2 separate regions of the Canis lupus genome follow, and region 2 is linked to region 1. A link is a contact called in public Hi-C data. All regions are on one chromosome and are shown on one strand. Each heading gives the region's core, a stretch centred on a gene start, on an enhancer-like site or on the middle of the called end of the contact. The rest is flanking DNA. Distances are from core to core; before and after follow the strand shown. Region 1 holds the start of SIVA1 (apoptosis regulatory protein Siva). Region 2 holds the start of CDCA4 (cell division cycle-associated protein 4).

Evidence for each region. A called contact is a pair of places that touch in the nucleus more often than the background predicts.
Region 2: a contact with region 1 is called in a Hi-C map of blood, with 2.5 times the contacts expected there. The contact joins the promoter of CDCA4 here to the promoter of SIVA1 in region 1. A contact is called at or near these places in 2 of 9 Hi-C or Micro-C datasets (amygdala and blood).

What each region holds. Positions count from the first base shown.
Region 1 is chr8:72,706,315-72,713,301 of UU_Cfam_GSD_1.0, forward strand. It overlaps SIVA1 (apoptosis regulatory protein Siva), which reads left to right and starts at 3,529. Exons shown (of 4, transcript XM_038545913.1): 1 at 3,529-3,698; 2 at 4,866-5,060; 3 at 5,816-5,972. The coding sequence starts at 3,581.
Region 2 is chr8:72,872,232-72,879,218 of UU_Cfam_GSD_1.0, forward strand. It overlaps CDCA4 (cell division cycle-associated protein 4), which reads right to left and starts at 2,990. Exons shown (of 2, transcript XM_038545926.1): 1 at 2,929-2,990.

The DNA.
Region 1 (6,987 bases), core at 2,279-4,778:
GGGTAAATGGAGAAAAATAACTGTCCTGGGGAGATCACTTTGGTGAGGAAAGGAGTTAGACGGGGAGACCGGCTTTGTAACCCGGCACTGGCAGCTGGGCTCATGGAAGTGGGTCGGTGCCCACGGGGCTGGCTTTCCCGGGGACCTCGCGGGGCCCGAAGGTTCGGTGGTCCAGCCTGGCTGGCTCACACCAAGGACACCTAACCGCGGGACAGCATCCTTGGTGAGCAGGCCCGATTCTGAGCCTCCTGGGCCTTCATGCACACTAGCAAACGGCTCCAAACAGTGTCCAGAACAGTCTTGGGCGACGTGAAACAAGCCAGGAACACGGGCCGCAGCCGCTTCCTTGGCCTTCCAGTCGCCGAGAGCACAGCTACCCGGAGGCCACGGGAGAAGCACCAGCCAGACACAGTCCTTTCCATTTCCCGAGGCAGACAGGAGCCGCCCTCAGGTCTCGGTGCCCCCAGGGGGACACGCTTCTCCGGGCGAGCGGGCTGTCTGGCCACAGCAGAGGGATGCGCGCCTCTGACAGTCACCCAGGGTAGGCATTTTTCAAAAGAAAGAGAAACCATTTCATTCTGTATAAAAAGCTACAAGCCTGGCTTTGGAAGGTTGACCTGCATATTTAAATTAGCTGCCAAATTTTCAATTCTCTACCTTGTAGTGGCCGCTAAATCCTTCGCTTCAAGATTTTGTTCCACCTCCAGACAAAATCTTGCAGAGGCAGCCTCGGGCGATGCCCTCACGTGGCTGTAGCGTTTTGCAGGCTGAAAAGATCAATTTACGGGGGTGATGATTCCTGCGTGGCGCCAACTTCCTTACTCCCAGGGATGGGAGGCTGTCCTGAGGGGTGGGCGGGGGCACGCAGCCCCCCTTTGCAGCAGGTGTCGGAGGGTCTGAGCGATGGTAAGGTGCTCTCTCTTTTGCACCCGTAACAGCCCCAGCATGGAGGGGCTCGCAGTGGTCTCAGCTCAACGCGCAAGGGAGACAAATCCCTAATCGATCCAGGTTGCTGGGCTCTTCCAAGTGCCCTGAAAAGCGGCCAGTTCTCTGGACGTTCACTTACCTGCACTCGGCCACCCCGCTCCGAGGCGCTGACCGGTGAGGGGAGCCGGACGGCCAGAGACATCCTTAGAGGGGATCCAGGGGAGCTGCCTTCGCCAGAGCCCAGACCAGGCGCCAGCCCAGGTCGGTCAGCAAGTGAGCGAGCGGTGGTGCAGCACACACCCAACTCACTCAGCAATGAAGGAACCTCACCGAGGGGCTCAAAGTCGGCGCGCTGAGGGGCCCAACACGAACGCGTCTGCAGAGTGAGCTGCCCGTGTGCTGCGAGGCTCTAGGACAGCAGCTGCACTGCAGGGAGGGGAGCGGAGCCAAGGCCTCCTGTGGCCACACAGGTGTATGCGCTTGTTGTCACGGACGCCACCGTCCCTCGCTCATCCGGGCACTGCTCTGGGCGCACATCCGTTCGACTTCGCCGTAACTAAATTACGCTGCAACTTAAGTTACTCACAGGGATGCAAGCGCAGCGACTGCCCAGCCCTGGGATGGCTGAGATGGTCATTGCTCAAAATCTTAGGGCCCCGAGGCCACCCTGACCAGACACGGGCGAGAATGCACCTCCTGCCAGCCGTGCCCGCGGTGTGTCTCTCGGGAGGGGGAAGCGTGTTCCCTCCTCAACCTGGTGAACGTTCATTTCCACAACGTCCCACTTTCTGAGGTTATGCTGCTCGGCACCTGCTTCACACACAGCCTGACCCTGGGCGGCAAGTGTTCTCGGAGCATCCTCTGGCCTGGGCAGGGCAGGTGTCCTTACCTTGTCCCTCCACAGGCCCCTGTACTTCCCTTTCGGTGACATCTGTCCCAGCCGGGGGGAGGGACCCCGCTGGCTGTCCTCAAGGCCGCTCCGAGAGCCCAGCGCAGAGCCCGGCATGTTACAGGCTGAACCGTGTCCGCCCTGGGGATTCCTGGATCACCCGATTCCCTGCACCTCCCTGCACCTCCTGTCGGGACTGTAGCTGGAGAGAAGCTTCCTTCCTAGCGTTGAGACAGAACTGACGTCTAGCACAGGCCCTACTGGCGCACGTACCACCGTGTGGGCGCGGGGTGTTCGGGGCGACCAGCCGATGCGCACACAGTAGGAGCTTTACCACCCGAGCTCGGCTAACACGTGGCAGCCCATCTTCCTGTTGCCGCGGCTGCAGGGACAGCAGCTGACATCTGCTCTCAGTACCTTCCAAGCTGCACAGGTGGCCTCCGGCCAGCACCTCCCCGATTCCCGCCCCATCCCACCGCCACCCCCTCTGCTGTTTCTGGGAGCCCGACGACGTGAGGTGCCGCGGGTGAGCGGCACAGTCCAGCATTTGTCCTCCTGGCTTACCCCACGTAGCATCATGCCCTCCGGCTTCCCGCGGGTTCCTGCAAATGCCGCGCTCCCCGGAGTCGGCGGCCGCCCCGTAGGGCCGCAGGGTCCTTCGCAGCCCTCTGGACAGGGCCGCGCTGACCCGCTCGGTGCATTCGAGCCCCGGGCCGGGGCCGCGCTGACCCCGCGGTGCGGACGCTCCCTCCCTCCCTCCCTCCGAGTCGCCAGCCTCAGTCCCCCCCCTCCGCGACCCCCGCCGTGACCTCGGTCGTGACCCCGGCCGTGACCCCGGCCCGGGCGCTGCCGGCAGGTGGGCATGAGGCGCGCCGGCCCCCCGACACCCACTCGGCCCCGCGTGCGTCCTCGGAGGCCCCGAAGCGGCTCCAAGCGCGGCCACGCGCCCGCAGAGAACGTCCCGAGCCCCGCACCACGAGGCCCACACCCCGCAGGGGCCGCCCTCCGCCGGCCGGAAGTGACGTCGCTGCCCCGGAAACGCGGCCGACCGGCACGCCCACTTCCGTGACGACGAGGAGCTCCTCCGACCTCGCATCTCGGAGAGCGCGAATCCTCCTCCGGCGCCGGCGGCTTGGACGACGGCGGGGAACCAGTGTCAACCCTCGCGTCGGCTCCGCCCCGCGCCAAACCCCGAGCAGCCCCGCCCCTCCCGCGCGGCCCGCCGCGGCCCCGCCCACTCCACCGCGGCCTATCCCGCGGCGCGCTTTACGCAAGGCCCGCCCTCGGCGCGTAGGCCCCGCCTCCAACCTACGCTGGGCCAATCCCGCGCCGCGGCCCGCCCCCGCCCTGGCCCCGCCCATTCCACCGCGGCCTATCCCGCGGCGCGCTTTACACAAGGCCCGCCCCCGGCTCGCCGGCCCCGCCTCCAAGCTACGCTCGGCCTATCCGGCGCCGCGCTCGAGCCCCGCCCCCGGCCTGCCAGTGCGGCGCACCCTCCGAGCCTCTCTCCCCACGCCGCTGCCTTCCGTGCGTCCCGCGCCGCCGTCGGACCCCCCCCCCCCGCCCTGGCCTTCGGCGTTTCCCGCGCAGCCGGGCCCCGCCCCCGTCCTCTCCCCCAGCCTATCCCGCGCCGCGCCGCCGCCGAGCTCCGCCCCCTTCCTCGCCGCCGGCCTATCCCGCGCCGCGCCGCGTTGGCGCGCGGCTGTGACGTCACGGGTGGCGGCGAGGCGCGCGGCGGAGCTGCGCCGCTCCGGGCCGGCGGCCATGCCCAAGCGGGGCTGTCCGTTCGCGGACGCGGCCCCCCTGCAGCTGAAGGTCCGCGTGGGTCAGAGGGAGCTGAGCCGCGGCGTGTGCGGCGACCAGCACTCGCGGGAGGTCTTCGGTGAGTGCGGGGCGCCCTCCCGCCCGCGGGGGCCCGAGCCGGCGGCGTCGCCCCGGCCCCGCGTCGGCCCCGCTGCAGGCCCCGGGGAGGGGGAGGAGGGGGCCCGGCTGCGGGGGCTGCGGGCGCCGGGCCGCGCCGGCGAGTACCCGGAGCTGCCGAGGTGAGGCTCCGGGGTCGCCCTCTCCCGCTGTCCCCGGCCCTCCCGAGCAGCCCTGGGTCGCAGACGAGGCTTTCTGAGCCCTCGAGTGATAAAGCTGAGCGCAGCCTGGGGCCGACCCGGTCAGGGCAGGCAGGCAGGCAGGCAGCTTACCTGCAAGCGGGGGACAGTCCGGCAGCTCTTTCCCGCTGCCTTGAGGTCCTGGGCGTTCCAGCCGGGCAGTCACCCCAGGCCACCTCCGGGCCGCGGGATCCCGGGACAAGGTGAGGAGGAGCTGCGTGGGGCAGGGCTCACCAGCCGCCCATTTGAGTCACCGTCCACGTCACACGGAGCCAACGGCTTCCAGGGCCTGTTGGGCCTGGCCCCGTGGGGACGAGGCAGGAATCACAGAGCATCTGGGGGCTGGAGTTGGGCGTTTGATCTTGCGAAAGCCCCCGATGACGGACGTGTGGCGCGCGGAGAGCCTCTGCTGCTGGTGCCGAGCCACCACTTCGGCTCTCAGGTGGGAGTGTCCCGGGCCCACAGGCGTCTGCGGAGCTCCAGGAGCGCTTTGTCAGGAGCCGGTTTCTGTCGTGCTCTGTAGTAGGTGAAGGGGGTGCACGCTGGCCGGGGCTGTCGGCCCAGCTCTGAGCCGCTGGGTGTGAATGAGTGATCTGAAGCCCAGAGCGTCCTCTGTGCTATACACCAGCCGGCTTGCAGGGTGCCGGGCAGGAGAGAAACAGCAGTGACATGAGGCCACTTGTGGGGAAAGCCGCATGGAAGGTCATGAGAGGGAGCCTGGGTTGGGCTGCGTGGTGCAGGATCATCCTGGCGGAGGTGGCCGCTGAGCCCTGGTAAGGAAGGGCGAGCGGACCCAGTGGTCCCCAGCTCACCAGGGAGCATCCTGGGCCGGGGCGGCTGGATGACAGCACAAAGGAGGCCTGGCCACGGCAGCTGGCAGGATGAGGGGGCAGTGCCAGGGCTTCCACGTTGCAGGGCTGTGAACACTGGGACTGATTTCTCTTCCTCAGAGAAAACCAAGCAACTCCTTTTTCGAGGGGCCCAGGCCTACATGGACCACTTGTGGGAGGAAGGCTGTGCCATTGTTGACCTGCCGGAGTCCCCAAAGCCCGGCCCCACAGAGGCCCTTCGGGCAGCCCGTGGGCAGATGCTGATTGGACCAGATGGCCGACTGACCAGGAGCCAAGCCCAGGCCTCTGAAGCTGGTGAGTGAGGCCAACAGCAGGCACTTGCCCAGCCATGCGCTAAGGGTGGATCTGAGCACTTGACTCCTGACACTGTCTGCCTGGGAGCTTCTCCTCCCCTCCCTGCAGGGGCAAGAGCTGGCCCTGGGGTCTGAGGAGCTGGTGAGCACCAGGAGGCTCCCGACCTTAGGAGGTTCTAACCCCCATCCACCCCCGGCTGATATGCAAGCCTGCAGGTTGTGAAGCAGCTTTTAGCTGGGGGATCAGGATCCACTTGCAGCAAGACCCAGAGTCTCAGCTGGGTGGCTCCGCCGGTCCGGCGCCTGTGTGGTGTGCAGCTCAGACGACCACCTTTGTTGCTGGTTAAGAGCCATAGTCCCTGCTGCCCCCCTCCCCAAGGCCTGGACTCGGGCCCAGGAGCTCTGTTAACCAGTGATGCAGGGCCACACTTTGAGACACGGGTGCTGGACACACGAGACGGGGGCCACAAGAGTTCTCATACAAGCCACAGTGGGGAAGAACCGATCCTTCCAGTACCGACATTTGAATAGCGAGAATGGAAGGAGCACTCAACCCAGAGTCATGGAACCAGCCCTGTAACATGCTCCCAGGCACTTGGGGTCTCCCTAGTGAACAAGGGTCTGTGGGCCGTGCTTTCTCGTGGGGTGTCAGGAGGACCCGCTTGCAGGGAGTCCGGTCAGGGGTTGTCGGTGGCCCCACAGCCTCCAGCACTTCAGATCCCTGCAGGGCTGACGGATGGCGTTTCGTTCTTACAGACCCCTCCGGGGCAGCGACCAGAGCCTGCTCCTCGTGCGTGCGAGCCGTGGACGGGAAGGCAGCGTGTGGCCAGTGTGAGCGTGCCCTCTGCGGGCGGTGTGTGCACGTCTGCTCCAGCTGCGGGGGCGTGGCCTGCGCCCTGTGTGCCCTTGTGGAGTAAGTGGTTGACCGTGGGGTGCCCGCACAGGCACTTGAGCACCCCCGTGACGTTGAGGCCTGGAGGTTGGGAGAGCGGCCGTCTGGCACTGCCCCTGGGGACGCGGTGGTGCCAATAACTGCTTTGCCTGGTTTTTTAAGTTTTTCTGAAGACTGAGCTTTTGTCACAGAACTGCAGATCACATAGGCTGCCACTTCTGCTTTGCTCATAGTCTTCTGTCTCAGTAACTTCGTGATCTGATCTTTCAGGCTCCGACGTAAGGACTGCGTCACATGGTTTTTCCTGTTGGTCTGCTCGCCAGTGCAGGAAGCAGGGGTGGGGGTGGGGGTGGGGAGCAGGCGCAGGCCTGTATGTGTGTGGCTGGGTGCGGGCTGTCTCGAGCCAGAACGGACCGTCTGCTTAGTGTGTTACTTGAGTGCGCGTGTCTGCCTCCGCTGTCTGGATCCCGCGCCTGCTTGAGAGGCACCAGGTACCATTCCCACCCCAGTGGCCACTTTTGGTGCCGGCTGGGAGTGCAAGACGAGGCCCCCACGCAGACTTGGAGCTGGTTGTGCGGACCTCACACTAGTTTAGTCACAGCAGCCTAAAGCCAAGCGTGGAAGGCAGAAGCCCACCTCAGGTGGGCCAGCCGGCGGAGCCTGGGAAAGCCAGGGGCGGGGTGGGTCCTGGGAACCCCTGCTGTCCTGTTTGGGTTGTATGTTGGCCAGTTATGCATGTGGAATACTCTTCCCTTTGCTTCTGCGAGCTTATTTTTACCTTCCTGTCTCTGTGCAGACTGAAGAGGGCTGGGCCCCCGCGCCTCCAGGCCATTTCCCTGGGGAGGGACCCAGTTGGGCAGCGTTCAGGTTTAGGGAGGAGTTCCTGGAGCCCTCCCCCTACCCCTCCATGTGTGGCAGCCTTCCTCCTGTCCTGACGGTGTCCTCCTGGCCTTTATCTCCTGCTTCCTCTTCCCCAGCTACCTACGGAGTTCACCCTGTGATGGGGGAGGGAGTGTCCATTTCTTAGAGCTACGGC
Region 2 (6,987 bases), core at 1,740-4,239, 170 kb after region 1:
TAGCAGTGTGTTCAGGAGCAAGGGGCGCACCTTCCTGTGGGGTCTGCAGCGGTCAGTGAGTGGTGGGAGTGAGTGCTCCTCCTGCCCGCCTCCTGATGCCATTCTAAAAGGCATCGTTTTACTAATTTTTACGCCCTGAACTGCTATTGTTATTCCCAAATAAACCCATTTTTTGCTAGTGAAATAACAAACTTTCATTTTCAAGGTTAACACGGCCCAGGAAGTCAAACTTCTATCTCCATGACAGGCCAGGAAACCAATGACTTTTGTAACAATCACCCTCAAGGGTCTGGACTTCATCAATAACAGACAGCTTTCCTAGTATCTGTCCCCACCTCCTAGAGAAATCCAAACGTGCTCCCCCCACAAAGCCACCAGGGCGGCTGGCTCCTCAGGCTGCAACCCCATCAGGGGCCCTGGAAGCCCTTCCAGTCCGACTCCCCTGCCTGTCCCCAAGTGTCTTTCTGCAAGCCAGAAGGTGGCCCAATCCCTGGTGGCAGCCACTTCCAATAACAGCCTTTGCTCTTCTCATGCAGGCGCCTTCCCCTGTTTCCGCAGCTTACTGTACATAATTGGGAAGAACATCAGAAAGTACAAGACAAAAATCACCGTGGCCGACTCATCAGAGAAGCAGTCACCACACAGGTTCTTCCCAGCATCTCCCTAAGCAGCCTCCTCTCTGCATGAGAGCTCACTGCGAGCTGTTCTTGGTTACTGCATTTTCCATGTCAGCAAAAGCCGACCCTCAGGATAAACACAGCGCAGGAACTGAGCCTTACTCCCTGCATTTGTACCACTCACAATCTCCTCAGTTACAGTGATGCTCGGTTCCGACCTGGGGCTTTATTGACAGGCACATGATCCACATTATCAAGCTGCTTTCTAAGAAGCAGAATCAATTCACTCTCCACCAGGATTTTCTGTATGGACTTCCTCACATTTGCTGGCAAGTCCCCCCAACCACCACCACTTCACCCATTATCCCTGCTCCATACTCCTGCCACAAACCCAGTTCACCACCCCGGGTGTAAACATTATTTTCAGATTCAAAATAAGCAAGTCAAACATGTAAGCTGTGGTATGTCTGACAACCAAACACGATCCAGCAACAAAGTTCACGCTGATCTACGGAACGAGAGCAAACCTCGGACACCACGCCTAATCACAAAGCAAGAACAAAGAAACAGGTACCCTATAATTCTGTTCACATGAACTTCGAGAAGAGGTAAAGCTAACCTAAGGTGTAAAATAGCAGAATGGTTGCCAACGGAGGGGCAGGGATGGTCTGGAGGTCTCCAGGATGATGGAAATGCACCCTATCTAGACAGGTGCATGGTCCTGGTCAGATTCACACAACTGCACAACTACTAACTGCCCACTGCATTGTATTAACTAAATGATACCTTGGTTACAAAGAAAAATACAGAATCCAGTTGACGGGGGAGGCTACCACATTCATTTAAATTGAAACCATTTTAGGTAGTGCCTCCCGCGCATCACTAAGCGCTGGATCTCACTCGGCATGCCAGGACAAGTATGTGTTCAAAGTCACTCTAATTATTCCCTTCTGATGTTCCAACCCCTGAACAACTGTTAATTTTTGTTACGCTCGGGACCAGCAAGCGCTAGCCGATTAGGATTTCAGAAGGAGTAGCCGGAGGGCAGCACATCCAATTCCAGGAGCCGATGGAGGGTCCCAGAGCCTGTGTGGAGGTGATGCGTCAGGCTGAAGGGGGCCGGAGAGCCTCACCCTCCCCACACAGTCGTGTTCACAACAAAGTCAGCGCGAGGTGGGCACACAGACCCCCGGGGCCGGGCTGGTCCAAGTTACAGCTCCTGGGGCAGCCCGTGACAGTGGCCTGGGGCTGGACGTTTCGAAATCAGCACACAAGACCCCACGCTTCCCAGGCTGCCCTAACTGCAGACCCAGACTCACCATTCAGTTCTGAACAAGAAAGCGCTGGTATTACCTCCATCCCCCCACACGCGGCCAGAGGGTCCTGCGGAGTTCAATCCCATCACCTCCTCAAGGTTAAGGGTGTTTTGCTCCAAACCCTCCAACGTCAGGGGACAAGCAGGCCATGGGTGTTCAGCCCTAGGTCAGAGCACAGCAGCCTCCAGACCAAGGGCTGATGGAGCAGAGATCACGGGAGGGGTCCCGCGTGGCGGGTGGGGCCTGGGGGGTGCTGTGCCCATCCGTCAGGGCGCCCCCAAGACAAAGGGGACCTCCCCGTCCTGCAGCGGCTCTCCCGTATGTGCCCAGCAGCCCAGGCTGCCGGCAGAGCCTGGGGGGCCTGGGGCAGCCTCGGCCCTGACCTGGCGCATCCCTACGACCTTCAGCCACCCGCAAGCTCGCTCCTGACTCAGGTCTTTCAGGCAAAATAACGTGAACGCTTCGGTCACACGCTCAGGCGGTCTCCGAAATATGTCATCCCAGAAGACCGGCAGGCAGGGCGGCTGCAGAAGGGCCTGGGGTCCCCGCGGGGCGTCTGCCGCGGCTGCTGCTCCTGGGCCTGGGGTGAAATACAGTGTCTGGGCCTGGAAACCCGGTCCGGACGCTGGGGGACACTTCCTGGCGCCCTTCCGAGACACGGTTCCTTCTCGGGAGATGCTAAAGCGGGACTTTGCATCCTGCATTTCCGCTTCGGGTGGAAAACACGGCAAAACTTGCCCAGAAAGTCCGTGCCCCGGGCCGCTGACCGCCCCCGCCCCGCCCCGGCCCGGCCCGGCCCGGCCCGGCCCGCAGCACCCGCGCCCCGAGGCCCCTCGAAGCGGTGAGGCCGGGACACAAAGGACAAGGAGCCGGCGCGCAGGTGGGCTCGGCGGGAGGGCAGGGCCGGGCCGCGCGGCGACCCCCGGGCCGCGGGCCCCCCCGACCCGCCCCCGACCCGCCCCCGACCCGACCCGGGGCGCCCGCCCGCCGCTCACCTGGCCGCCGCCGTCCCCGCCGTCCCCGCCGTCCCCGCCCGAGCCCGAGCCCGAGCCCGAGCCCGAGCCCGCCGCCGACCGAGGGGCGGGGCCGCGGGGGGCGGGGCCGCTCCGCGCCCACAAAGGGTCGCCAGGCGCCGGCCGCCCCGCACGCTGATTGGCCGAGCGCGGGGGCGGGGCCTCCGGTTCAAACCGCGGGCGGGGCCTGGCGCGAGACTTCCCGCGCGGACGCGTCGGCCGTTGGGGCCCGGCGCTGGCCACACCCCCGCCCGCCCCGCCCGCTCCCAGGTCTCCGCGCGCGGCCCCGGCGCGCCTGCGCAGGAGCGGGGGGGGGGAGGGGGCAGAGGGCAGGGGAAGGGAGAGGAGGGGAGAGGACGGGGAGGGAAGGAGGGGGAAAGGGAGGAGAGGGGAGGACGAGGAGGGGGGGAGGGCAAGGAGGGAAGGGGAGGCAGGGGGAGGGGGAAACGGAGGGGAGGGGAGGGGAGAGGATGGGGAGGGAGGAGGGGGAAAGGGAGGAGAGGAAGGGAAAAGGGGAGGGGGGGAGGGAGAGAGGGGAAAGGAGGAGGAGGGGAGGGCAGGAGGGGGAGGGTAAGGCAGGGGAGGGCAGGGAGGGGGAAAGGGGGAGGGGAGGGGAGAGGAGGAGAGGGAAAGGACAGGGAGGGGAGAGGACGGGAGGGAGGGGAAGGGAGGGCAGGAGAGGAGGGGGATGGAGGGGAGGAAATGAGATGGAGGGGCGAGGAGGAGGGGAGAGGGGCCCTGAGAAGAGGGGTGCAGGTAGGAGTCAGAGCGGTGGGCGGGAGGGAAGAGGAGGGGGGGCAGCGGCTCGCGGACAGCCTAGGACCACAAGTACTTCCTAGTTTGTTTTGTTTTGTTTATTCATGAGAGACAGAGAGAGGCAGGCTCCATGCACCGGGAGCCCGATGTGGGACTCGATCCGGGGCTCCAGGATCACGCCCTGGGCCGAAGGCAGGTGCCCAACTGCTGAGCCACCAGGCGTCCCAGTACTTCCTAGTTTACATGCAAGAAACGAAACCCTAAAAGTGCAAAGCAGGGGAGGTTTTGTAAAAATAATTTCTTAGTGGAAAAACGTCTTAAATAGAGCACGAGATCCTGACGGCATGAATTGACGCAACGTTGCCTGAGCGCAGGCTGGGCCGCAGTCCTGGGTGAGGGCCCCTGCGCCCTGCTGTCTGCTGATGGGGCTGAAGACATCAGGCCCCTGCACCCCACCCAGGGTGGGAAGTGCGGGGCACCCTGTGCAGACAGCGAAGTGGGGGGAGTCCCAGGCTGGAGACAGGAGCCCTGGGGTTCCCGGGGAATGTGCAGTGGGGGGGTTGGAGACCCCAGAACCTGCTGTGGAGGCCGAGAAAATTAAGGCCACTCCACCTCAAGTTTAGCGTTAGCACAAGTATCGCCATCTCAGGCCCCTGTGAATAAGAGCTGAACTTTACAGGAAAAACCGCAGAGCACCCTTGACAGAGAGTCAGTCCCATAACATAATGAGAACAGAGCTTAATGCCCTTGACAGAAAATCCCGTATCAGAATGAAAACAGAGCTCAGAACGCCCTTGACAGAGACAGAAAGTCCCATATTGGAATGAAAACAGAGCTTAAGAAATTCCTCCACCCCTTCCAAAAATCCCCTAGACCAGCCCATAAAAACCCAGCTGCGACCCCCCCCCTCCCCGGGGTCCAAGTCCCTGCTCCGCTGTGTCGGGTACACGTGGCCCCAGGCTCCAGCTTGTTAATAAACCCTCGTGTGTTTGCATCGGCGCCGGCTCCTCGGTGGTTTCTGGGATTCGCGATCTTGGGCACAACACTGCGTGTGCCTGGGGGCGGAGGGGCGCGTTCTCCGGGGGCTTGGAGAGCCTCGCTGTGGAGAACAGGGGTGCGGGGGACGACGGGAGAAGGAGAAAGGCCGCCCAGGTTACCGCCATGTGCTCTGACACATGGGACTTGCACACGTGTAGATGTTGGCGCATCCAACGGTGGAAAAGCTGGGGGAGCCCTTGTCCTAGCCATATGCCACACAAGGGATTAGATTCCCTGATACGGGATCCCTGGGGGGCGCAGCGGTTTAGCGCCTGCCTTTGGCCCGGGGCGCGATCCTGGAGACCCGGGATCGAATCCACGTCGGGCTCTCGGTGCATGGAGCCTGCTTCTCCCTCTGCCTGTGTCTCTGCCTCTCTCTCTCTCACTGTGACTATCATAAATAAATAAAAATTTAAAAAAAAAAAGATTCCCTGATACGCAGATACCCTCCCAACGAAAGCAAGATGAACAAACCAGTAGAAAGTGGGCAAAGGATATTAACACGCAGGTCAGAGCACAGGAGACAAGACTTCCCTTCTTGGTGGAAGGGCCTTGGCCTGGGAAGGAGAGCCGCGGTGTTACCGCTGAGCTAGGTGCGCGCCAGGCCCGCAGAGTGCCAGAAACCCAGAATCCTCTGCAGCATGTCTGTCTGCCACAGCCACCAGTCTTTTTGACCCCAAATGTCCAGCATCAAATGAAAAATTAATAGGCATCCTGGGACCCAAGCCCAGAAAATGGAAAAAACAAGGCAAAAAGACAAACAAAAACATACAGAGTATATAGTAATGGACTCACGGGGGATCCTGACATTGGAGCTTTCAGACTTTTTAAAATAGTGATCATTGGGCAGCCCGGGTGGCTCAGTGGCTTAGCGTCGCCGTCAGCCCGGGGCCTGATCCTGGAGACCCAGGATCGAGTCCCACGTCGGGCTCCCTGCATGGAGCCTGCTTCTCCCTCTGCCTGTGTCTCTGCCTCTCTCTGTGTGTCTTCCATGAATAAATAAATAATATATTTTTAAATAAAAACAGCAATCATTTTATTCACAAAAATTAGTGACAAGTGGAACGGGAATGTACTAAAATGACTCAAATGTAAAAAAAAATAAAATGACTCAAGGGGAGGAAATAACATCGATCTTACACAAAGTTTTCTGGATGAGAAAGAAGGAACTCTTCTCAATGAAAGGCCAGCAAGACCCCAACGCTAAAACCCCGAAAAGGAGGCCAGAAAGGACGAATCGTAGGCTGATGGCTCTCGGAGCCACACCGGGAACTTCCAACAGTATTAGCAGCTCAAAGTCCCAAGACACACAGAAAAGACGACGCAGCACAACCGAGTGAGGGTTGCTCCGGGAAAGAAGGTTAACCTTCCAGCTCAAACCAAGTAACTCATGACGTTAACGTGAAGGAGGCAAAATGGAACAGCCTGGTGGAGAAGAGTCCCCTGAAAACACGCAACCTGGGACTCCCGGGGGGCTCAGCGGGGGAGCGTCTGCCTTCGGCTCAGGGCCTCATCCTGGGATCTGGGATCGAGTCCCACATCGGGCTCTCTGCAGGGAGCCTGCTTCTCCCTCTGCGGCTCTCTATCTCTCTCATGAATAAATACATAAATCTTAAAAATAAAAAAACATGCAGCCCACGTTCATGATAAAATACTGAGCAAACTGAATATACGCAAGCGCAAGGTTAGGAGCAGCCCCCGCTCCCCCCTGACCTCGACACCCGCGGCAGGTTTGCGCCCACCAGGGCCGCCCTCGGTGCGGTGATGCACAAGGCCTCACTGGACAGACCCCTGCCCGGCGGGGGGAGGCCCAGGAGGGCCCAGACCCGGGGCTTCCAAGCACGTGGCCCCAGGCCCCCACATGGAATCACGCTCCCTGCGGCTGCCAACGGACGGGCACGTGGGTGTCCGTGCTCCCGGGGTCCTGGGCTCCCTGCAGTGCGGAGTGCCCCCCTCTGCCCCCGCCCCCATACTCTCTCTCTCTCTGTGTCAAATAAATAAATAAAATCTTTTCCGAAAGGGGGGGAGGGATACTCCATGAACAGCCCCAGGGTGAGAACAAGCCGAGCGCCGCGGCAGGAGAGCGGGCAGGCCGCCAGCTAAGAGCAATCCAGGTCTACACCCGGCGGGTGGATCTCAGAACACAACAGACAGGGAAGCCTGACCGGTGGAAAGCTCAGAGCAGATGGAGCTGTTCTGTGGGAGGGGAACTGGGGGGGGGGCAGGGAGATGTCTGGGACGCCGGAC